Linked DNA regions of Macaca mulatta: region 1 is linked to region 2. The links are chromatin contacts, called in public Hi-C maps. All regions are on one chromosome and are shown on one strand. Each heading gives the region's core, a stretch centred on a gene start, on an enhancer-like site or on the middle of the called end of the contact. The rest is flanking DNA. Distances are from core to core; before and after follow the strand shown.

Region 1 (5,267 bases), core at 2,318-4,817, 68 kb after region 2:
AATGTCATTTGGAAACCAGTGAGCGAGAGCCCTTTCCTTGATTCAGGTCTGACAATCAAGGTTTGCTACAGGAATCCTCCATTGGGTTCTCTCCCAGGAGCTCATCTTCATGCCTCTCCGCTGAGGGGCGTGCCTTGGAATGATGAACTGTTACAGTCTGCAGCTAGTTCTCCCCTTGAGCTGCGTCTTGTGCTTGGTGGGGAGCCCAGGTTGGACAGGGATGGAGGATTGCCTGTTCAGGCCTTGAGTGTGACCAGGAGCCGAGAAGGAGACATGTTCCAGCGCTAATGTTGACACTGATGTGTGGTAATACTCTTAACAATAGGCGTGTTTATGTGGGAATGTCTCTCCATGTTTATAGCCTTCAGAAGGCCCTTTTGGGAAAGAAAGGAGAATAAGTAGCAATGGAGAGCTCTCTCAGGAGGAAACGTGTGGGCTTTCTAGGGGGAAAGAAGAACTGCTAATACTTACTGTGGTCAGCAGATGCTGACATAGTTCTGAGCTCAAACAGGGCATATTTTAACATGTATTTTTTTTAGTTCTTCAGTGTCATAATCCTAATTTAAAATGGGTTCTTCAAGCATTATGACCGTACCCTGGGTATGGTCTTTGGATGTCTATGCCAAGTGTTTTGGTGTTTTGTTGTATCATCTGCATTTTTTAAAAAGAAAAACGTACAGATGTCTGAGGGTACCTGTTTCTTCCCATGAGCCGTGTTCGAGTACCTCTTCTGACACTTAAGTGACTGTGTGACCTTGGGAAAATTAGTTACGAGCATTAAGATGAAAGTCTTTTCTTTAGAGAAAGGAGAAACCTAGGCAGGATGATTGAACCATCTAAACAGTTAAATCTGTTCAGTATTGTATTAGCTTGCTAAGTCTGCCATAACAAAATGCCACAGACAGCGTAGTTTAAACAGCAGAAATTTGTTTTCTCACAGTTCTGGAGGCTGGAAGTCTAAGTTCAACGTGTCAGTAGGTGTGGTTTCTCCTGAGGCCCCTCTTCTTGGCTTGCAGACGGCCGCCTGCTTGCTGTGTCCTCACATGGCCGCCTTCTGTGTATGTGCACCCTTGTGCATCCAGATATCTCTTCTTATAAGGCTACCAGTCAGATTGAATTAGGACGCACTCTAACAGCCTCATTTTAATTTAATCACTTCTTTAAAGGCTGTATTTCCAAATACAGTAACATTCTGAGGTTAGTGGGGGTTAGGGCTTCCACATAAGGATTTGTGAGTCTACAACTTAGCCCATAACAAGTGCCCAGGTTGCTTTTGTGTGTCAGAGTTCTGTGTGAAGCAATGGCTTGGGGTGGGTGCCAGGCACTCTTGGGTTTCTGTAGCAGAAGTAAAATAGAGTGAACTCCCTAAAGACATTTGATCCATTTTCTGCTTTTTCAGAAACACGCTCTGAGATTATCTCTGTGTTAGGGAGTCACCGAATGCTACCTTCAAGGAATGCCCTCTATTTAATATTAAAGGAAGCTGAGGTCCAGGTAGGGATAGAGCTATGTCTATAATTAGATCTCTTGATATATAACCCAGTTCCATCCACTCAGAAACAAACCAGAGCATATAACCATATTCTCTGACCTCACTATTGCCTCACTCCAACACCTCAGAGACACCCAGCTTAGGAGTGGTGGGACTTTTTTTTCAACTCCGGAGAGGGAGGATATAATGGTGCTTTACTGGGAATGTGCTAAGAACATTCTGAAAATAGTGGCATCCTGTAATCAAAAGCTTTTTGTCTGAGGGAAGGCTTTTTTTTTTTTTCCTCCAATCCTTTCTTCTTCTTGATCTTCCAAAGGAGGTCAGGTTTTTCTCCATGAGTTCTAGGATCAAGGCTAGTAAATCTGTAAGTTGGCAGAGTTTTGTTATATTTAACCAGAGGTAGAACAGAGACAATAGTAGAAGTGATTCATCTGATTTTTTTAGTTTAATTCCAGAGTTAAGACTGAAAATGATTCTTAATGTCTTAATAAATAGTTTTAGACCAACAGACAGTTAAAATGTTTTAAGAAATTAGATCAAATTGTTATCATTTTTTTCTGGAATCTATAAGTGACTTGGGAATCAGAGCTTAGCATTTTTCTGAATTAAGTGGAATAAAATTTGCAAATGTGGTTGTATGTTTTTAAGATTTTTTTTTTTTTTTTTTAAAGACACTTTCTAAAGATCCATGGGCGAATAAAATGTGACTAATTGGCCGGGCACAGTGGCTCACACCTGTCATCCCAGCACTTTGGGAGGCCAGTGCAAGCTGATCATGAGGTCAAGAGATTGAGACCAGCCTGACCAACATGGTGAAACCCTGTCTCTACTAAAAATACAAAAATTAGCTGGGCATGGTGGCGTGCGCCTGTAGTCCCAGCTACTCAGGAGGCTGAGGCAGGAGAATCGCTTGAACCTGGGAGGTGGAGGTTGCAGTGAGCTGAGATTGCGCCACTGCACTCCAGCCTGGCGTCAGAGCAAGACTCTGTCTCAAAAAAAAAAAAAAAAAAAAAAAAATGAACAGTCCTCTCAAACATCTGTACCTCTGATAGAAAGAAATTGTCTGCACAATCCAAGGAACATTTCAGTGTATCCCAGAAAGAAATTTCACCAGCATTGTATTATTGTTCTGAGTTTGTCTTGCTCTCACAGTAGAACAGCTGGCATTTCCTTGTTGTGTTTGGCTTCCTTGTTTTTGTTCCTCGGCTGAGATGTGAAGGACTTGGGAGAAACCTTGGGAAGGTCAGAAAAGTAGTGACAGAAGACACAAAAAGTAGTGGCCCCACAGGAGAAACAGCATGTGCAAAGAGGAGGCATAATGGAAAAGCAGTGGAATGGGGATGAGAAAATCTGGATTTTTGTCTTCTTTTTTTTTTTTTTTGATGTAACTGGGGAAAATTACTTCCTCCGTCTTCATGTCCTTATTTGCATCATAACTGGATTTGTTTGTTTGTTTGTTTTTTGTTTTTTGAGATGGAGTCTCGCTTTGTTGTCTGGGCTGGAGTGCAATGGCACAATCTTGGCTCACTGCAACTTCCACCTCTTGGGTTCAAGCGATTCTCCTGCATCAGCCTCCCGAGTAGCTGGGACTACAGGCTGAGCCACCATGCCCGGCCTCATAACTGGATTTGAGTCAGAGAATCTGAGGGACCTCAGTGTCGCTGAACTCGATTCATTCATTCACACCAATTGGCCAAGTACCTGCCATGTACCATGTGCCTGCAGTGTGATTGATCCTGCAATTCAAAGATGAATGAACTGAGATCATTGACCTCAAGCTGCTTGGTTCAGTAGCAGAGACAGACATATGAGACAACCATTTGTGATGCCATGTTGTGAGTGTCATGGGAATACAGATAAGGATGGGATTAGCCTTGATGGAAAGAGAGGGAAGTCTGCAGGACTCAACAGAGGAAAAGATCTTTCCCTAGAAGAAGAAGGTGAAGTTAGCCTGGGCAGCCAGGCTGGTATGAGAAGAATCATAGAGATTGAGAAACTCCATTGGAACAACAGTGAGTAACACTACCACATGATCTAAAGTATTGACAACTTAGTCGTGTGCTTTTGAGACACTACGTGCCCCCAGAGCTCTAGGGTTGATCTGCGGGTTGATATGGAAACCCTTGCCTCATGCCTCCTTGCTCTGTAAGGCTGGAAAAGCATCAAATCTATTTTTGTGCTCTGACTTTCCTTGCCCATCTGTCAGAAAATGCCCTTTTCACAGCAGGGTTCTAGTGACTTAATTATTGTTTGTGAAATATTTAGAAGTTTAGGTCAAGGATGAATTTCTGTTGCGAAACTGAAGGCACACAAGTGAGATGTTTAAAAACGAAGTGGAAGTTTTTTGTTTTTGTTTTGTTTTTGCAGAAAAATGATTTTTAATGGCTTGAAGGTGCTGCCATAGTTGCGTCAGATTGTCAGAAAATTATGTTGTACGTCGGAGGAAAAAAAGAAGAGCCTTTTGAGGAGCTGCTCTAAAATTATTTTTTGTTTAGTCTCTTAACTCTTTGGCTTGAATGAGTCATTGACTTTCCTTGCCAAGATAGGGTTAGCATTTGTTTTGTGTTTTAAAAGCAGGCCAAGGGATTGCCATGAGGGGAGACAACCCAAGCAACTGGAAGAAGAATTGCTAGAAATTGTGGTACAGTTGTTTAGTCTGAATGTGATTAGAAACAACAACAAAAATTACCTAACATTATTGATTTTAAAATTTGTTTTCTGCTTTCTTCTAAAAAAAAAAAAAAGGTCTAAAGAAAAAAGATTTGACTGTAATGTGTCCATTAAAATACAGGGCAAAGCTAAAGTCTCACAGGAAGGTTTATGTAGCAGGACATGTTTTATTTGACATAGGTAGATAGCTATTGTTTGAGCGCATACATTTTAGATAAAAGATTCCTGGCAGTCTATGCAAAAAAGGAAAAAATGGTTGCCTAGCAACTTTTATTGATTGATTTAAAAGAGACAGGTCTGTCAGTAGAGGTACTCTTTTTTTTTTCTTTTGCTTTTCCAGATGGAGTTTCATTCTTTTGCCCAGGCTGGAGTGCAGTGGCTCGATCTCTCGGCTCACTGCAACCTCCGCCTCCTGGGTCCAAGTGATTCTCCTGCCTCAGCCTCCCGAGTAGCTGAGACTACAGGCGCATGCCACCACGTCCAGCTAATTTTCTATTTTTAGTAGAGACAGGGTTTCACCATGTTGCCCAGGCCGGTCTCAATCTCTTGACCTCGTGATCTGCCTGCCTCGGCCTCCCAAAGTGCTGGGATTACAGGCGTGACCCACCGCACCTGACCAGACATACTCTTTCATATCTTTATTATGCAGATTTGTGAATATTATAAACATTGAATAGTATAATTTGCCATCACTTAAGTTTTCCAGCTGATGATAAACTTTACTTGGTAAGACAAGTTTTTTGCATTGGCCTTCAGTAAAATCTTTCACTTAGTTGAAAACATTTTTATATGGGGAGGGGATGTAACTAAGGCAATCTAAGTTTGTGATTTTCTATTACAATTTGATCCAAGAAAAAATATCAGTAAGTGTGTCAATATTATCTTGTTTAGATCAGTGTTTTAAAACTTGTATGTTCGTAAGAACTGCCTGGGGCCCTTGTTAAAATACAGATTCCAATGCCAGCTGCAGATTTACTGAATCAAAGTCTCTAGGCAAGGGGCCTGGGTGTATATTTAACAAAGGCACCAAGTGATTTCTTATGCTCAAACAGGTTTAAGGAACACTGCTGTAGATGGTTTTCCTTGACTATTTTTTTCCTCTCAG
Region 2 (4,809 bases), core at 940-3,439:
ATCCAAACACTTCCCACCAGGCCCCGCCTCTAACGCTGGGGATTACATTTCAACAGGAGATACCAGTTGTTAGGAGAGCAAATATCCAAACTCTATCAGTACTATTATCCTTATTTTACTGATGGGAAATCTGAAACACAGAGAGGTTAAGTAATTTGCCCAAAGTCACAGAGCTACTAGTAGAGTGAGGATTTAACCCAAGAAGTCTAGCTTCAGGCAGAAATTGACAAAGTTTTTTTTTCAAAACTTCATGTAAAAAAGCAAAACAAAACCTCTTACCATGCAAAGTACCAATCATGGACAGATTCTTATAATTTTAATGCTGCCAGGAAACTTGAAAATGAGGTGGCTTGACTTCCTCCCTCCTCCTTTGATAGACATGGAAACTGAGGGCCAAAAAGAAGAGGGGACACGATCATCCTGAACACTGCCTTTACTTTTGGGCAGAATGGAGGTTAAGTGAATGTTGAGTAAGTAATGCTTTCTAAGAAAGATACTTGTACCCGAGACAGTTGGCTTCGTAGCATTTGTGCCCCAGGGAAGATTCTACTGACTTTGAAGACAAGGGAAGTCACCTCGAGAGGGCTGTGCTTCAAGGCAGGGAAAACTTCCCCTGTTACAAAGCCACCTTGTAGTCTGAAGTTCTCTTAATTGCTATTAGAGGAAGGATGCTACATAAATAGCCTCATAGGCAAGGTGTATTTTTGGTTTCTCGTGTTTGCTTTGGTCTTTTGATTTGTTCCTCGTGTCTTTCTCTCTGGTTTCTTTCCTCTAAACTGTGACCTTTTCTTATGCCTGTGCTGTTTCCACAGCTTTGAATAGCATGATGACTATTTTGATCTCTGAACAATTAATATCTATAATAAGCAAGGCTGGCGGGCTGGACTCTGGACTATGGGACCAGCCTGTGGCTGGGAGGAGTTGCAGCTGCATGGGCTGAACCACCTCCTTGAGACCTGAAAGAACCAGCATAACCTTCACTCCCTGCGGCTGGGCTTAGGGCTTAGGAGGATTTAGGGTGTTGTAATAGGATTCAGAGAATTAGAGAGGAGTTAAGCTAGTGGGAATCTTTCTGAGATCAGCTCATCCACCCCATCGTTTTACTGATGGAGAAACTTAACCCCTAGTGAACAGTGACTTGCTCAAGGTCAAACAGTGATGGTAGTGATGAGAATGATGAAATTGAGAAACTCTTCCCTCCTGTTTGCTAGGCGATGTTCCAAGTACTTAGAATCATTAATCCATTGAATCCTTACAACAGTCCTGTAAGGAGAGTGCTATTACCCGTCCACACATTATAGGTAAGAAACTAAAGCCGGGAAGTCCCTTTGCTCAAGCTAGTGATAGAGGCTGGATTCAAACATCGGCAGTCTGGCTCCTGCCCTCTTTGCACCTTCACAAAACCGACTGTGCCGGGCTCTGTGTGGTTGCTGGTGTACAAAGGTGGGGTGGTGCCACACGCTGAGCGGAACAGAAGGGAGGGGTAGTGGGCAGGTGGAAGAGATGACGGTTTTGCTGTCCTGGAAACCAGTTGCTGATGTGGTTCTGGTTCCTGGTCCAGAGCCTTTTTCACTCTATCGGTTAGTCTTCCTTGGCAGCTCCCAGGACAAACATTTTTTGATGCTTGTGATTTTGTTTGTTGAAAAGTCCTTGGTATGAAATCTTATCCTAGCTACAGCCTCCTCCTTTTGAAAGTAAGAAGGTGTGTCCCAGCTAACTGATTGATTTAAAGAGGTATAAAGGTCAATGGGGCCCTTGACACTAACTAAATTAGGGCAGCCTTATGAAGATGCAGGCTTTTCCCCACACTCCCCCAGTGGGTTTAATTTCAGATGTAGAACATTTAATTAGGACATAGTTAATGTAGTCTATCATTGTGGGGATAATGGGGGAGCAGATCTATTTTTCAGGGAAAGGCAGATGCCAAATGTATTTTTAGGAAGTTGACCTTGAGGCCACAATTTATAAATTGAGTTGGGTTTTATGTGAACTAAGCGATTGGCCTCTTTAGTGCTGTAAGTGACTCTTACAGTGACTAAAAAGTGACTAATTATTTGTTAATATGAATAACCCTTCCAGCTTTCCTGCTTTCCGAGGGCATATGTTTGTACATTGACTTGTCTTAAAGCATTGAAGCATATTCATAGGATGGTACACAATTGGTTGTTGGGGTGAAATGACTTCTTGAGATGCTGGTGCTCGTGATGCAGAGGATTGGAATTGAAATTCTCAGAGAAGCCTCATTCCCGACATACTTACTCATGGTTTTCTGGCAATAAAGTCTTTTTTTTTTTTTTTTTTTTTTTTTGAGACAGAGTCTCGTTCTGTCGCCCAGGCTGGAGTGCAGTGGCGCAATCTCGGCTCACTGCAAGCTCCGCCTCCCGGGTTCACGCCATTCTCCTGCCTCAGCCTCCTGAGTAGCTGGGACCACAGGCGCCCGCCACCGCGCCCGGCTAATTTTTTGTATTTTTGGTAGAAACGGGGTTTCACTGTGGTCTCGATCTCCTGACCTTGTGATCCGCCCGCCTCGGCCTCCCAAAGTGCTGGGATTACAGGCGTGAGCCACCGCGCCCGGCAATAAAGTCTTAATAGGAATGGAAACATTCATTTCTCCATGGAATAGTGAACCATCTGGACATTGTAGAACCTCATAGGAAACAATTTAAAAATCTCCGTTTCTTGGGGAAGAGGATTGATGGGAAATGATCCACCTAATGTCTCTGTCATCCAAGACCAACCAACCCTGGCTTCATCCTCTGCCATCTCGGGCTCTTCACCTGGGTATTATTGCTGCCTTCTCCATCTGTAGTTCTTTTTCAGTACTGTTTCCTTCCTGCATTCATACATCCATCCTTCATCAATTTCTTCAACAGAGACCTTGGAAACCTTTGTGCAGCAAGTCTTTTTTTTTTTTTTTTTTGAAACTGAGTCTCACTCTGTCGCTCAGGCTGGAGTGCAGTGGTGCAATCTCAGCTCATCACAACCTCTGCCTCCTGGGTTCACGCGATTCTCCTGCCTCAGGCTCCCGAGTAGCTGGGACTACAGGCGGGCGCCACCATGCCTGGCTAATTTTTGTATTTTTAGTAGAGACGGGGTTTCACTATGTTGGCTAGGCTTGTCTTGAACTCCTGAGCTCAAGTGATCCACCCACCTCAGCTTTCGAAAGCTGGGATTATAGGCGTGAGCCACAGCGCCCGGCTGTTCAAACTCCTTAGCCTGTTCTACAAGGCTCTTGGAAACCCAGCTCCAGCCCACATCTCTAGCTTCCTCTCCTGTAACCACTTCAGTTTTACTGCATATTTCTTGTATGCCTGCTATGAGATAGGCACCGTGTGAGGTACTGGCCTTGTATTGTATGTTAAGGTAAAGACACAAACATTCTGAACATGTTGAGAGGTCCTCAATGCTCTTTCTCCTGTTGCGTCTTCGGCCACACACTGAAATCTCAGAAGCTCTTACTCTCATTTCAACCACGTTGACCTTTCAGTTCTTTGAAAATACCACATCCTCCTGCCTACAGAGGCCTTTGATGGAATGCCCCATCTCTCTCATCCCACTTAACTCTTACTGATCCATGAGATCTCAGCTCCATCAAATCTCCACTTCTTGGGGAGGCCTTTCAGGCTAGCCTAGAACAGGTCAAATTTTTCCCTGGCCTTCTAGCATCACAGGTTTCTTAGTTGTACCAGTCAGTTATGAATTTGCAATTATTTGTGCTTAATGTCTGGTATTTTACACTGCCATAGAAACTCAGTGATGGCCTTTTGTGTATCTGTTTCTGTCTTTTTTTTTAAATTGCCTGAAAAGGAGATCAACAAATGTTGCTGGTATTGTTGGCTATTTTACCTTCGTTCTTGAACGTGGGCAATTGGGTGGTACATCATTCATCATGAGGCAGTAAGATGGCTATGAGTGTTCTGAGCTTTAAGTATATACTTTGATGTATTTTGGGAACTTATCTTTCCTTCCTGGTCTCCCACTTCTTTGTAGCATATAATCATGAAATGATAAGACTGACATCTTTTGAAATTGTCTAGTCCAGTTATTCCCAGCCTTTTCTAGATATGAGAATTTCTTTTTTCTCAATTAAGAAAATTATGAGATAGTGATGCACACCTGTAGTCCCAGCTGCTTGGGAGGCTGAGGCAGGAGGATGCTTAAGTTTAGGAGTGTAAGACCAACCTGGGCAATATAGTGAGACCCCATCTCCGGAAAAAAATACATGAGGTTCATGTATTTTTAGTTGTATTTTTGCTATCAGTTTTTTTTTTTTTTTTGAAAAAATAAATAGTTATAAAATGCTACTGTGAATTTAATTATATAAATTAGTTTAAATTTTATCTTAATAGCATCTACATGTACTTAAAATGTAGTAGTATATTTGCATGAGAGATAATACTATAGCACCAATAACTCCATGCCCGTGTGGTCTCTCAGTCAGGAATCAGCTATTAGTATTGGTCCTTTATTTAAAAAAAAATTTTTTTTTATTGGGACAGGGTCTTGCTCTGTCACTCAGGCTGGAGTGCATGATCACAGCTCCTGGGCTCAAGCGCTCCTCCCATCTTCACCTCCCCAGTAGCTGGGACTACATGCCCTCCCAGCTAATTTTTGTATTTTTAGTAGAGATGGGGTTTCACCATGTTGGCCAGGCTGGTCTCGAACTCCTGGGCTCAAGTGATCCTCCCGCCTCGGCCTCCCAAAGTGCTGGGTTTACAGGTGTGAACCAGCACGCTCAGCCTTTGGTTTTTTATTTTATATGCATCATATTTGGAACTGGTTACCTGTGAGCTTATTCCACCCTTGCCC

Evidence for each region. A called contact is a pair of places that touch in the nucleus more often than the background predicts.
Region 1: a contact with region 2 is called in a Hi-C map of fibroblasts, with 2.1 times the contacts expected there. The contact joins two enhancer-like sites. A contact is called at or near these places in 4 of 14 Hi-C or Micro-C datasets (fetal cortex germinal zone, fetal cortical plate, fibroblasts and 1 more).

Annotation. Positions count from the first base shown.
Region 1 is chr2:5,922,439-5,927,705 of T2T-MMU8v2.0, forward strand. The region is part of intron 1 of MB21D2 (Mab-21 domain containing 2); the gene reads left to right. Among named protein-coding and RNA genes, the nearest start is that of MB21D2, 83 kb to the left of the region's middle. Within about 2 kb of position 3,568, at least 4 of the 40 cell types and tissues checked have an H3K27ac peak or open chromatin away from gene starts, as enhancers often do.
Region 2 is chr2:5,856,297-5,861,105 of T2T-MMU8v2.0, forward strand. All of the region lies in intron 1 of MB21D2 (Mab-21 domain containing 2), which reads left to right. Among named protein-coding and RNA genes, the nearest start is that of MB21D2, 16 kb to the left of the region's middle. Within about 2 kb of position 2,190, at least 2 of the 40 cell types and tissues checked have an H3K27ac peak or open chromatin away from gene starts, as enhancers often do.